Regions from separate parts of the Salmo salar genome. Here region 2 is linked to region 1. Evidence: chromatin contacts called from public Hi-C data. All regions are on one chromosome and are shown on one strand. Each heading gives the region's core, a stretch centred on a gene start, on an enhancer-like site or on the middle of the called end of the contact. The rest is flanking DNA. Distances are from core to core; before and after follow the strand shown. Region 1 holds the start of LOC106601584 (fermitin family homolog 2). Region 2 overlaps LOC106601584 (fermitin family homolog 2).

What was found. A called contact is a pair of places that touch in the nucleus more often than the background predicts.
Region 2: a Hi-C map of muscle shows a contact between it and region 1, with 2.3 times the contacts expected there. The contact joins the enhancer-like site here to the promoter of LOC106601584 in region 1. A contact is called at or near these places in 2 of 3 Hi-C or Micro-C datasets (gill and muscle).

The regions. Positions count from the first base shown.
Region 1 is chrssa01:32,819,219-32,822,534 of Ssal_v3.1, forward strand. LOC106601584 (fermitin family homolog 2) reads left to right here and starts at 1,512. Exons shown (of 16, transcript XM_014193898.2): 1 at 1,512-1,834; 2 at 2,606-2,763. The coding sequence starts at 2,607.
Region 2 is chrssa01:32,865,547-32,868,862 of Ssal_v3.1, forward strand. LOC106601584 (fermitin family homolog 2) reads left to right here. Exons shown (of 16, transcript XM_014193898.2): 3 at 1,391-1,624. Among protein-coding and RNA genes, the nearest start is that of LOC106601584, 46 kb to the left of the region's middle. Within about 2 kb of position 1,750, at least 2 of the 13 cell types and tissues checked have an H3K27ac peak or open chromatin away from gene starts, as enhancers often do. A contact at or near this core is called in muscle, where this site is marked.

The DNA of each region.
Region 1 (3,316 bases), core at 262-2,761:
TATTACCAATGTTATTGGTGTATGACTTAGTGGCAACATCGAATATCCACCGAGTGACTATATATCTTTGCGCATCAAAAATATGATGTTGCCCGCTTATGCGCTGTAGGCATCAATTCCACGGAAGTGGCTACTTTGGCACCTTGACAGTATTGTAGTCAATGAGATATGCTTTCCAGGGCTATGCAGTTGACCTGGGTGGGACAAAGCAAGGTCTAGAACCTTTTAACATCCAGTGTGCAAAAAAAGTGGGCCAAGCTGGGGCCAGTTGTACTGTTAGAGGTGCCAGTTACATTAGACGTTATTGTTGTCATATCGTTTTCTTCACTGCATTACCAGGCAAAAGACCATGTTCATAATCATCATCGTTGCCACTGTCTAATAACGGATGTAAATAAGAAGGATAGCAAAAATGTGCCACAAGGGGGTCCAAAATTGTTGTCACTGGGGCACTGGCCCCCCCTGCTACCCCCCCAGAACCGCTAGTGCACTTGACACCACTTACTAAAACAGCTGCCAATTTCTTGTTGTAGGTCTATCATTCAAAAAAAAAAACTGATATTGTTCACGTTGTGGAAGCCATCTGATGTGTTTCCAGCTCTAGTCAAAAATAATTCACTTATAGCTTGTCAATGAAAGATGACTTTCAAAATAAAATTAAAAAAAGGTTATTTTTGTGTGTGCTTGATCTTGTGTATTCTGAGCTATGTAACTCCTATCTTCTGATCCTTTCCTCATAGTCTCCCAGATGTCTTCTTTCCAAATGTTTGCATGTCACAATCATGTAGTTACACATGAATAGCAGTTACTTTTGGGTATGCCTATTTAGGCGGAAATCTACATTTTGCCATTACATTTAATGAATTGAAATGAATGAGCAGTAGCTAGGCCTATCCAAATCTTATTTCAGTCACTGGACACTTTGTAGCATATTTACAGTGAGAGCGACATAGTGCAACATTGTATTTTAGACCAGTGGGCTCCGTCTCTGGATTTGATAGTTGGATAGGACTTTAAAACGTGTTTTCTAAATGAGTAATTGTGTGCAATTCTGTAGGCCCCATAGCGGTCACCGGATGTACCACCGTAAGCTCCGTACTATTTCCATAAAAGGTATGCAGCAGCGGATATGCCCTTGTTATTCCCTACCAAACTGTTGACATTTCCTCAAATGAGTGAAAGCATGGAATAAAACGACAATATCATATTTTAAATTTTCCCAATGTATTTCTAAGTAAGAGTGCGTATTTGGGGACATAATTGAAACTCCAAGCCTAGTGGCAAGAAAATACCAGCGAAAAAAAGGACCCGATCGTAATAAAAATGATAAATTACATTGTGCGTAATTTCCCGCGTCACATTATAACATTCCCCTTCCAATGACCGATAAAGAAAGTATAGTAGGAGCAGGGGGAATAACCGGTCGGGTAGTGCTATCCGGATTCCTTGGAATATCCCTACCCTAACCTTAACTCCTACCCTTAACATTTTATATTTATACTTCAGTTGGATAGGGACTCCCCAATGATCCCAGATAGCACTGATCGTGCTGGGAGAGAGGCCCTGCTGCACTATTTGAAAGGAAAAGACGGATTGGAGCTGGAGTAATGAGTGACGTTATCTGGTGGAAAGAGGGAGGGCGAAAAAGAGACGGCTGGACTCCATTAGCTGAAGCCTGAGGAGACCCTTTGGGATACTTCACTTGGACGAGTTCTTTGGGATTTTCTCTTTGAACAGACCTAGATACATGATTTAGAAGAAAAAAAACGTGTTGACTATCGAAACCTCGGAAGTTTTAGTGGCTTTTTGGATTTGGGTTGGTGTATTTGAGAAGGTGAGTGGACACAAACTGATTTAAATGTTCGTCCTCCCAGCTCGCAATAAATGTAGCCTAGTCAGTATTTTGCGCACTCTGCTGCTAGGAATTGAGTTTTGTACGCCTACTGCGCATTAAAAGACTGGTTATATCTGGTAAACAAATTATGATTCGGGTGTTTAACTTCATTTTACTTCATGAAACTTAATTTAGCTAATTTATGGGCATGTTTTACTGGTTGACCAGATTTAGTGTGCTCATGACTTCTTGCATGGGGCTGCTTACGTAATCAACTTCATATTTTGAATGGCTCTCTTTACCGTTAGAAAAAGCAGGTGAACACACAAATGAGAAGTCTTATTGTTCAGCTTGCCATAACTAGGCCTGTAGCCTACCCTTTGTTCTCATTTGGTTATTGAATAATTGACTGCGTCCTCTGTTACATCCAAACAAGTATAGTGATATCACAAGCATTCTTCAAATGGCCTATAAGATAACTTATACATTTGACTTAGATTCAAGGAAACACACTGTTGAAGTTATGGAAGCGCAACATCTTCCCAAATCGAAACACTAACACTGATCGGCTATGGTGGTGAGGGTCCTGTGCGTCCTCAAGTCATTTTCAGCCTGCATATGACAAACTAAATGAATGTAGCCTATGGCACGAACTATTTGGATACATCCGTTGATGTATCCAAGGGTAACAGGTTTACATTTTTCCTACCAGTTGAATGGAACAATGTTTATTATTAGGCAATTTTTCCTAATTGTTGTGATTTGTGGCAGGATGGCGCTGGACGGTATACGGATGCCCGATGGCTGCTATGCCGACGGGACGTGGGAACTGAAGATGCACGTGACAGACCTCCACAGGGATGTGTCTTTGAGGGTCACTGGCGAGATCCACGTTGGTGGGGTCATGCTCAAACTCGCGGAGAAACTCGGTGAGAGATGTTTAATGGTGTCACACTCCTTTTAGTACAGATCTGCTGAAAGAAATGTGCCTACATGTTCTGTTTTTATGTCCCATATCATTCAAACCTTTGGAATATAAATAATGTTTTGGCCATTTTGATTTATGTCACTGGTTTTATTTCCCCACATTGATTTATGCTTCTATTCAGAAGGACATTTTCGTCTACATTTGTTTTCCTTCTGTGGTTGACCAAGGGGGAGGAAGGCCATAGTTGGTCATGAGGCAATGTTCTTTAGCCCCTATCCCCTTTACCTCCCATCTGCAGATGGGTTCTCTATGGCAGTTACCTTGTCATATTTCTGGAGCAGTAAATTCCTTTCTTTGCAACATTGTTACTCAACTGACCACTGGAATGCCAGTTCATGTAAACACCATTAACAGATAATAGCAACTTGTAACCAGTGAGCGACATGTATAAAAGATGCAGGCTACTGTATTGGCTTAAGTGGGAATTCAGAATCTATCTAGCCAGTAATGTTTTATATGGACACACTATAACTTCTCAAATATTCTAGCACATG
Region 2 (3,316 bases), core at 500-2,999, 47 kb after region 1:
ATTTCAGCACTGTTTTGATTGGGACAGCCTATCACACTGCTTTGAGACAAGCGTGGGGACTCGTCTTGATAAATCAATAAATGTCCGATATTTTTTGTTTAATTTTTTAATTTTTTATTTTTTATTATTTTTTTCCACTGAATCTCCATTTGGCTATTGGTTAGACTACAGTTAGCCTGGGAAATATTAGTTGAGGTGAGAGCTGCCCATGGTCATCTTGTCTAGTGTGCTCATTGATTAGAACATTTTTCCATGTTATTTAGCTTAACAAGTGGATTATTTTGCTTTTCACTGTCGCTTAGTAGCCTAGACCTACTCCCAACCAAAAGCATGTGACATAACTGACTGGTCTGATAATCAATCAATGTGATTTTGTTTCACTGAATCTCTGTCTATATAGGCTATTTGGTTAATTGGTTTCTGACTGGGAAAATAAGTGGAGGTGAGGTGGTATAGCTCATCTATCAGTGATCAGAAACATTTAGCATGCAATAAGGTAACCAAATCAAGTGTACTGTAGGCCTATTGATTTCATTTGGATGGCGCAACAATGGCAGCACAGGCCCTTAACAGGTCTAATTCAACTCAAAATATGCTATTTTATTCATTTCAAAATATATTGTATTATTCTTATGTTTCTTAGGACATGCATAAATTAATTAATAATACGTTTATTTTTGATGGTGTATATTCTCAGTGGATATATTCAAATTCATAAATCCTATGTGAAAGCAGTATGACAGACAAAGGCACACACCCAGGTCCAACGTCATTGTTTTGAACCCCTGTCAGACAGTCTGCTGGGAGGTGAGGGGTTTTGGGTGGCATGTCTCTGGCATTACTGGGATCACTGTGTGACTGGAACAAAGAGGGAGGTTTGAACCTAATATCCCCACAATGTCACGTAAACAGCAGGCATCTTTCACACTCTTCTCCTCCTCACTTTGAGTTCCCCATTCCCTCTTGAAATAATCCAGAAGCCCTCACACTCTCAACCGCACCCACCTGGTCCTAAACGTGTTCCATCAGTCTGTCAGAGTGACACAGAGGTTTCTCCTTTCATTTGCATTGTCTCGATTTAGTTTTACCATAATTAAATGAATGAAGACTGTTGGCTTTAGCGTCATTGGTTTAGTATAAATCTAGTAGTTTGGCCATAGGCAGGACATAAAACAGTCATTGCAGTGACATGAATGAATTCCCTACACAGTACAGTTTTGTGTTACTCAACTCTTTTGATAGTTATGAAACAGACAACTAAACTGACGTCCAGTTTGTTTATCTGGTCACTGACGTCCAGTTTATTTTTGTTCTGGCCACTGTATCAAACTAATAAATGTAGTGATGGTTACTGACTGACTGACAAACTAATACTCTCTCCTCCCATCAGATGTGAAGAAGGACTGGTCGGACCACGCTCTGTGGTGGGAGAAGAAGAAAACGTGGCTGCTGAAGACCCACTGGACCCTGGACAAGTATGGTATCCAGGCAGACGCCCGGCTCCTCTTCACCCCCCAGCACAAGCTGCTGCGCCTGCAGCTGCCCAACATGAAGCACATGAAGGTCAAGGTCAACTTCTCTGACCGCGTCTTCAAGGCCGTGTCCGACATCTGCAAGACTTTCAGTAAGTCACAGATGTTTTGTCATCTCGAACTATAATGCACCTATCCTACCAAAGGTCCTGCATAGTCTACAGTGTATACTCTTTCTATAAGGTTGGTTGAGCATGATGGTACCTCCTCTCGTCCACTCTAACCTTGCCATAATACTCTTGCTATTTTTAGATGAACTTCTGGAAGTGTTCTCTACCTCCAGTCTAGTCGGGCATGTCTGCCGCTGTTTTTTCCTTTCAGCCTTTTGTTGTGTTTATCAAACAGAGCCTGAGCTATCAGATATCAGCGCTCACTTCACCACCACTTCTGTTCAGGCACCTTGACTCTGCTAGACCTGTCCTTGGAATAGCGCTGTCTGTTGACTAAACAGGATTCAGACAGGTCTAGCAGAGTTGATCAATCTAGCACCGCATAATGACTCACACATTCAGAGATGGATATTATCTCACACACATTACTGTGTCCAGATTTAGCCCTCAAGGCCCTGCCCCCTGACGAGCACTAAGGTCAGACACTGGCCCTGTCAGCTAGAGTTCGGAGGAAAACGCCAGTCTCATTTTTATTTTATTTATTAGGATCCCCGGCTATACTTCCAGGGGTCCAAACGGGTAACAAAACACAACAAATACATAATATACAGTGCCTTCAGAAAGTGTTCACACCCTTAAGGCTTTTCTACATTTTGTTGTTACAGCCTGAATTTAACATGGATTACATTTAGATTTTTTGTCACTGGCCTACAACCAATGTCAGTGGAATTAAGTTTTTTTAAATGTTTACAAATTAATAAAAGCTGAAATGTCTTGAGTCAATAAGTATTCAACCCCTTTGTAATGGCAATCCTAAATAATTTCAGAAACAATGTGCTTAACAAGTCACATAGTAAGTTAGATGGACTCACTCTGTGTGCATGATTTTGTTTAGCATGATCCCTTTGAGCATGGTGAAGTTATTACATTTTGGATGGTTTATCAATACACCCAGTCTTTACAAATATACAGGCGTCCTTCCTAACTCAGTTGCCTGAGAGAAAGAAAACTGCTCAGGGATTTCACCATGAGGCCAATGTTGACTTTAAAGCAGTTACAGAGTTTAATGGCTGTGATAGGAGAAAACTGAGGATGGATCAACAACAATGTAGTTACTCCACAATACTAACCTAAATGACAAAGGGAAAAGAAGGAAGCCTGTATAGAATAAAAAAAATATTCTAAAATGTGCACCTGTTTGCAATAAGGCACTAAAGTAATACTGCTAAAAAATGTGTCAAAGCAATTCATTTTTTGTCCTGAATAGAAAGTGTTATGTTTGGGGCAAATCCAATACATTACTGATAACCACTCTCCCTATTTTCATGCATAGTGGTGCATAGATCAATTTATGGGTATGCTTGTAATTGTTAAGGACTGGGAAGTTTTTCCAGATAAAAAAAAATGTATGGAATGGACCTAAGCACAGGCAAAATCCTAGAGGAAAATGTGGTTGTCTACTTTCCAGCAGACAATTGTAGATGAATTCACCTTTCAGCAGGACAATAACCTAAAACACAAGGCCAAATCTACACTGGAGTTGCTTACCAAGAAGACAGTGAATGTTCCTGAGTGGCCAAGTTACAGTTTTGACTTAAATCTGCTTGAAAATCTATGGCAAGACCTGAAAATGGTTTTCTAGCAATGATCAACAACCAATTTGACAGAGCTTGA